Regions from separate parts of the Muntiacus reevesi genome. Here region 2 is linked to region 1. Evidence: chromatin contacts called from public Hi-C data. All regions are on one chromosome and are shown on one strand. Each heading gives the region's core, a stretch centred on a gene start, on an enhancer-like site or on the middle of the called end of the contact. The rest is flanking DNA. Distances are from core to core; before and after follow the strand shown.

The links. Hi-C and Micro-C count contacts between places; a contact is called where the count stands out from the background.
Region 2: a Hi-C map of muscle shows a contact between it and region 1, with 4 times the contacts expected there. The contact joins the promoter of EXOC3L2 here to the promoter of TOMM40 in region 1. A contact is called at or near these places in 2 of 3 Hi-C or Micro-C datasets (blood and muscle).

What each region holds. Positions count from the first base shown.
Region 1 is chr2:264,708,862-264,712,755 of mMunRee1.1, forward strand. It overlaps TOMM40 (translocase of outer mitochondrial membrane 40), which reads left to right and starts at 2,216. Exons shown (of 10, transcript XM_065926283.1): 1 at 2,216-2,338; 2 at 2,446-2,725; 3 at 3,454-3,521. The coding sequence starts at 2,452. NECTIN2 (nectin cell adhesion molecule 2) reads left to right here. Exons shown (of 9, transcript XM_065926280.1): 9 at 1-662.
Region 2 is chr2:265,004,490-265,008,383 of mMunRee1.1, forward strand. EXOC3L2 (exocyst complex component 3 like 2) reads right to left here and starts at 1,823. Exons shown (of 12, transcript XM_065926300.1): 1 at 1,689-1,823.

The sequences.
Region 1 (3,894 bases), core at 966-3,465:
TGATTCAGAGAAATTGGCCATGACAATGGAAACCTGATAATCTTAGGAGGGGCTGGAGAAGGTAGGTTTCTGCACAAACTCTTACCCAAGGATTCCCCAGACATAGACTATACCTCTCACGACCCACCATCTCCAGGCTCCTCCCAAATCCCAAAGAAGACCCCAGACCTGATTTTTCCTCAGGCAGTAATTCCTAATAGCTCTGCTGGGCTGGGTGTTGGGGACAGCCTGCTGCTCAGACCTGAGCCCTCCAGGCGGCAGAGCCTCTCTCACCCATTCCCCACCCTGTCCGCTAAAGGTGGAGGGAGGGGATTCCCCAGCCCAAAGCGGAACTTGCCCATCTCCTCCCTCCTGCAGGCAGGAGTCTCAGGGTACAGACCCTTCTTCCCTGTGCCCCCACTATCCCAATTCCTGTCTCCAGAGAATTAAGCCCCAGCTCAGGGCTTCATGCGGTGAGCCTCATGCAGAGTGTGCCTTGCTGATGCCAGTCTTGGAAGAAGAATTTGCTGTTACTTTGAAGACTACTGAGTCCTTTTCCTCCAGCCCAGTGGGATTGGACCCAAGCATCTCCCTGGGGGTTGGTGGGGGGAGTGGATCACCTGGGTTAGGGATAGGGGATGTGATTTTTTTTTTTTTAACATAGCATTTCCTACAAAATATGAATTTGTACTTTGACCGGTCTCAACTGGTGTTTTCTGTGAGCTGTTTAGGGGATAGGGGTGGAACATAATGGGTAATGAATGGGGGGGGTGGGCAGGTCCAGGTCTTGAGGGAATCAGTAGACTAGAAGTTAAGACAGGTTACAGACAAAAAGATATGAAAAAGATAATTAAGTGAGGGGATAATGAGCAAAAATGCATAAGCCATGGTTAATGGAAGGAGCAGGAGGAGTCCAGGGCATAAGGAAAAATAACGGCAGTCTAATGGCTAATGGATAGAAATAAACGGAACAAAGTAGGAATAGCAGTAACTAAGTACAAGGGGCAGGGGTGTAATGAGTAAGAGTAGGCCAAAGGCAAAATTATGAATAATGTTGTAATAGGAGCTCAGGGCATGATGGGTAATAGATCTCAATGAATGAGCCAGGGGTAGAGGAATGAATAAGGGAGAAATAGGGGCCACAGGCAAGTTGAGCAATAGAGATAAAGCCTGATGCTCAATTAAGGTACAGCTAGAAGAATGCGGGAGGAATTTTCTGGTGGTCCAGCAGCTAAGACTGCGCTCCCAGTGCAGGCGGATAGGGTTCCATCCCTGGGCAGGGAACTAGATTCCGCCTGTTGCAACTAAGAATTCACAGGTCACAACTAAAGATCCTGCATGTCCAGCCGTGCAGCCAAATATTAATAGATACATACTTTAAAAAAAAAAAGAAAAAGAATGTGGGAAATGAACAGGCGTAAAAGGGCTAAGTGTCGTACAGCCAACCAAGTTGAAATGAATGGAGCGGAAGGCATGCTGGGTAATGGGATAGGAATGAATGGGCCAAAGATAGAAGCTTCAGTGACTGAGGGAAGGGTTGGGGGAAAGACACAGAAAGCATGATGGGTAACGAAAGGGGTGGGCCTACGGCAACTGTCCCGTTAAATAGGTAAGAGGTATTGTGGGTAACAAGAAGCAGGACAGAGTTAACATAACGGGTTAGAATTCTCCCCGTGGCACTGTGGGAAGGGCTAGCACTTCCGGCTTTCGGTCTGCGACTTCGGACTAGGGGGCCGCCCCTTTGCCGCGGTGCCTGGTGGGATGCGAGGCCTGACCTTGCTGCCTAGCAGCCTCTGCTGCGCAACCCATCTTTATCCATGTCCCTTGACCCTAGCACGTTAGCCAATGAACACACAAGATGGATTACGACACCACCTGTACCTGCAGGAGCCAATCAGGAAGCTGCAAGGGCCAAGGACGACCAATTATCATTAACAACTTCGCCGCCGGGCGGAGTCGAAAGAGGGACGCCTTCGGGAATGGGGCTGAGGTATTACGTCAATGGGCGGTGCAAAGTGAGCAGCACAGACCAATGGTGGGTGAGCCCCGGAACCCGCGGCATCGCGAGCCAATCGGCGTGGGCTCCCCAAGCCAATGGGAAGGGCAGGGAGGTGTGCTGTGACCCGTCTGCGAGTGGGAACCAACAGAAACGGACGTTCCAAAGAGGTGGGTGGAACTCTCATCCATGACTCCAATAGTAAGGCCAGACCCTGAAGCTGGTGGGAGGACCTCAAGGCCCTCTAAACCAATGGGCTAGGTGGGGCGGGGCGACGGTGGCGGCGGCGGCGGCAGCGGGTTCGGTTGCGCGTGGCCCACGGGGTAGGAGCGGAGCCCGGACCGGGAGGAGGCGCTGCCGCGCGTAAGAATTGGGGTTCTGAGCGGGGGGGGGCCTAGGGGGTGTTGGCTGGAGACTCGGCCTGGAGCCTGCGGGCCTTGACCTCTGCCCTCTGACCTTTCCCCTTGCAGGCGACCATGGGGAACGTATTGGCCGCTAGCTCGCCGCCCGCAGGGCCGCCGCCGCCGCCTGCGCCTCCCCTCGTGGGACTGCCGCCACCTCCGCCCTCTCCTCCCGGCTTCACGTTGCCGCCACTCGGGGGCGGCCTGGGCGCTGGAGCTGGCACAGGTCGAGGTTCCGAACGGACCCCCGGGACTGCGGCTGCCAGCTCTGGAGGGACCGGGGACGATGGGGCCTGCGGCTGCCTGCCCAACCCGGGCACGTTCGAGGAGTGCCACCGGAAGTGCAAGGGTGAGGGGCTGGGGGCCTGGCAGGGGTGTGATGGCCCGGATCTCGGGGGAAGGAGGAGCGCACTGAGGACCTTGGGAATTGGCACGGACCATTGGAATCACTTAACAGAGCGTTAGGAGTTGACGTTGGGATCCAATAGTGGAACGTTGAACCTGGGGCTTAGAATGATGGGATCAAATGATGGAACCTCAGGATGGAACGCCAGAGCGGTACAGAAAAACCTTAAGGACCTCATGTGCCCCAGGAATCGGCCAAGCCAGCCTTATGTGATCGGGAGGGAAACCGAGGCCCAAGGTCACAGTGTCAGCAATGGGTCATTGGAGGTGGAACCCAAGGCTTCTGGATCCTGGCTTGGAGTAATTGTAGTAGTGAAAGTGGTGCTGGGTTATTGAGCACTTTTCTAGCATTCAGTGTGTGTTAACTCATTAAATCCTTGCAGTATTTCTATGTGGTGAGCATCTTCAACTAACAGGTACGTTTGACATGGATAAAATAACTTGACTAAGGTCACACAAGTAGTAGATGGTGGCACTGGAATTTGGATGCAGGCAAGGGCCTTGGTCCTGAGCCCATCCTCTGGACAATTCTGCCTCTTCCCTGGATGAGGTGCTTTGTGCAGTGTGCTGGTTGTGGGTTCCTGGAGAAGGGAGAGTAGGGACTATAGGGAAGAATGGGATGAGAGATGGGGTGTGTGTGTTGAAGTGTGACAGCATTTTTCTCTCCTTCAGAGCTGTTTCCTATTCAGATGGAAGGTGTCAAGCTCACAGTCAACAAAGGGTTGAGTAATCATTTCCAGGTGAGCCTTTCTGGTACCATTATCCTTCAGAGGTCATCCCAGCCATCCCTCTGCATCTGCACATACAGTCTTTTAACTCCTCCTTAAAGATCTGGGCTCCTTGATACTTAAAGACACCATAGACAGTGCCAGGCTTACCACTCAATTTGGGGGCAGTGGTAGGGTTTAGGGACCCACCCCCACAACCAGCATCCAGGCAGGGATGAAGTACCAGGTATGCCCCCACACATCCCTTTTCTTGAGTGTCTAATCTAGTGAGGCCACACCTCCCAGTCTTCATCCCCTGCCATGCCCAGAGACGCCCTGACAGGGAAGTCAGATTGGCAAGCATCCCCCATCCCAGGCTGGAGGGGAGCTGACCTGGAAGTGGGCT
Region 2 (3,894 bases), core at 573-3,072, 300 kb after region 1:
TGAGATTTGTCCATGCCTGTCTCTGTGGCTCTAATTAGTGCTACATGCTGTACTCCACTGTGCAACTATGACAAAATGTGTAAAGTATCAGATGTTCCCACATCCTCTTCTGGCCAGACACATAGGTTGTTTTCAACCGGGACAGAGTCGGAGCAGGTTAGGGACAGGGTCAAGACGGGACACTGGATGTAGGGGTGCGCAGGGGCACTGGGAGGAGGCCGATGCTGAAGGGGCCCTGAGCTGGCTGGGCTGTGGGCACGAGCCTCTCCTTTGCTGGTGGTGACCCCACTTCTTTCCTCCCTGACTTCAGCCTCTAGACTTTAGCCATTGTCTCTCAAGCCTCCTGTTCCTCAAAACACCATCCTAGCCTCTGTCCAGTCTCGATGGTCCCCGATCCCCACGGGAGGCAGTCACCATGGCAACCATTGCCTGGAACCCCTGTGGCTGTGGGCAGTTGGTGTCAGCCCCTCCACACACACACACACACACACACACACACACACACACACACACACACACACACACACACACACACACACTGATTCTCTTTCATCTTCCAAACTGGGCTCCATAGGCCTCATCTCCAAAATGGCTCCGTCATCCCCTAGAACTGGCTCCATCATTCCTCCCCCCAAGAAAACTCCACCTCCCTCTCAAAACAGGGGCCCTCGATTTCCCCCCAGCGGAAGTCAGCACCACTCAAACCAGATCTTTTTTCACCCAAAGGAGATCTGACATTCCTACTCCAGCTCCGACATAGACCCCTAAACTGGAACCCCTCCCCCGCCCAATCATTTCCAACATCCTCAGACCTGTCTGCAACACTTTCCCAAAACTGACCCCAACGTCGTTCCCTTTCCTGGCTCCAGCACCTACCTCTTTAACCTGACTCCGACATCCTGCCCCCTCCAGCCCCCTCGTCGGCCTCCGGGTGCCTGGCCCCTGACTCACTTCCGAGGGATCCCTCAAGCCCCCCAGCCTCTAGGCCCCCGCAGGATGTCTTGGCCACCAGAGCTTCCCTCTTTGGGCTCCTCCTCCTCTTCCTTGCTGCCAGCCTTTCCCCAATGCCCCGAACCTTCTGCAGGCCGACTGGCCTGTTTGCAGAAGTCATCACCTCCAGTCGCATGCCTATGATCAGGGAACTGCCCTGACCAGCTGTGTCCTACACAACCCCAATCCAGACCCTGCCCGCAAACAACTCGGTCACCAGACCTGCCTATTCCAGGTTCACCTACATCTTCAATCCCAGCCTCATCCCGCCTCCTGCTCTATCTCCATCCCAACCCTGGTCACAGCTCCCATCTCTGGGACCCCATCTCTTGGGGACGGAGCAGACTGCCCATCCCTCTCTGGCCTCAGCCTTCCCACCTGAACTCAGAGAGCTTCCAGCCCAATGACATTGTGTCTCTCTTCTCCCTTGGTGCTTCCAAGCTCTGCATGACTCCCTGGAAGCCTGGATCGTCAGAGTCCCCATGGTGTGCCCTGCAGCCTCCTCCTCTCCCCCTTTCCTCCCCCCAGCCTCTTGCTGGCTGACAACCCCCCCCACCCCCGCAACCAGGTCAGGCCCTAGAGTTTCTCTTTGCCCCCAGCTTCTCCTGGCTTCAGGGCACACGATCTCCCAAATTCTGGTCCAGCCCCCAATTCAGAGGCGCCGGGGGCGCGTGACTCCCCTCCTCCTGCACACTCACCTCCTTGTCAGTGTCCCTCTGTCCCCGCTGCTGTCCTGTGTTGAGGCTACTTCAGGCAGGACTGCCAAGAGCTTGGATCTGAGGAGGGGGGGTTAGAGGAGGTCAATTTCCTGTCAGGAAACCCCTCCCTCTCTGGGGCCAGGGGCGGGAAGGACTTGTTATCTGTCTGCCCTTTTAGGCCAGGCTGTGGCTGGGCTGGGAAGAGGGACAAGGCTGCAGGCAGGCCCCACCTTCATCCACCCCGACCGGAATTGGCAACCCCCCCCCAGTCTGCTCTTCACACCTTCCAAGGTGACAACACCATCCTGGGTACCCCCCGGAGACACCCCATGCTGGCTGTGGGCCCCGAAATTCTCTCATGAGTTCCCCGCTCTGAGGTAAAGACATGGAGGAAGGTTCTGCTGGGACCAGGGGCTGGTTGGAGGCCTCAGGGGTGGCCCTGGGCAGAGCTTTGCTTCTGTGGTTCTCTCTGCCTAAAAGCCCCTGTCCCCACGCCTTCATACGCCTGTCTTCTCTTTATTACCCAGGTCTCAGCTCCAGCATCCTTTCCTCCAAGGAGAGGTTCCCGACCAGCAAAAGCTCTTCTGCCCGCCACGTACTCTCCTCCCTCCCCGGAGACACTGCTCTGATTTGTCAGGTCCTTGGTAGCACTTTCTACAACCTGAAATGATCAAGTCCCTCTGGCTCCCTGGTAGATTTTCTGACTGTCCCATTTAAACATAAATTCAGTGCAGATTTTGCTTACCTTGTTCATTGTGATAGCTCTAAATACACACCTGGCACATAGTAGGTGCTCAGTAAAGATCTGTTAATGGAATGAATGCACCAGTGGGGATAAAGCAGTGCTAAGGATGGGACGTTGTGGATGAAGAGGGCAGATGGGTTGGGGCTAGAAATGGGTTGGGGATTGGATGGAGTGAGATGCAGGATTAGGGTTACTTTCAAGGCTAGGTTTTAGGCTTAGGTGGCCTTTGGGTTCCCAGGCAGAGTATCCCAGGTGTTTGGCCTAAGAGAATGATCACTTGCCTCAGCTCGATTGGGGTTGGGGTGAGGTAGGGTTGACATTAGGGACAGGAGCTGGGCTCAGGGATCACTCCTTCTCCCCTAGCCCCAGTGAAGGCTCTGGGGACATTAGGTTGGGATAAGTGCATCAGGGGTTAAGATTCCAAGGTCTGAAGGCCTCCATTTAAGGATTGAATTTATCAGCAGAGGGCCCCGGGGAAGGCGCTGATTTGGTGGCCGAGAGGGCAAGGGGAGAAACAGGCTTTGTCCTCCCCAAGTCAGTGTGGACCCATGATAATGAGAAGGCAGGCCGGGCTGGAACCAAGCATTTGTTATGGGCCATGGACACTGTTGGATCTCTCCCTCTTTTTTAACTTAATTTTTTATTGAGCTGTAATTCTTATGACATAAAATTCACCCTTTTAAAGCGTATGTCAATGGTTTTTGGTATATTCGCAAGGTTGTGGCAACCATCCCCACTATCTAATTCCAAAGCATTTTCACCACCCCAAAAAGAAACCCTTAAATCCTAAAACCTGTTAACAGTCGTTCCTTATTGCGCTCTCCCCCAGCCTTTGGTAACCCTGAATCTACTTTCTGTCACTAAAGATTTACCTGTTCAGGATATTTCATATAAATTTGTTGTTGTTTAGTTGTGAAGTTGTATCCAACTCTTTACAACCCCATGGACTGTGGCCCTCCAGGCTCCTCTATCCATGGAATTTCCCAGGCAAGAATACCAGAATGGGTTACCATTTCCTTCTCCAGGAAATCTTCTCGACCCAGGGATCAAACCCTCATCTCCTGCATTGGCAGATAGATTCCTTTACAACTGAGCCACCTGGGAAGCCCATTTCTTATAAATGGAATTATACAATAAGTGGTCTCTTGTATGCTTCTTTTGATGAGCATAAGTTTTTAAGGTTATCCATGCCACGGCCTCCCTTCTCCCTCAGTCTCCCCATCTGGGAAATGAGGTGGGGACCATACTGGGAACTACGGAACCAGGGTGAGCCCTGAAGAGTGGTGGGCAACCTGTGTAGGGAGGTGATCTTCTGCCCTCGTGTGGTGTTTCAGAGAACTGCAGCTGTCAGCGCTAGGGCTGGGAAGGGATTGGGCGGATTCCGCCTCTATCCCATTCCCAAGACCCCACCCCCCATCCCGCAGAACCCTTGAGATCCCAAAGCTTCCGGAACAGCGTTCT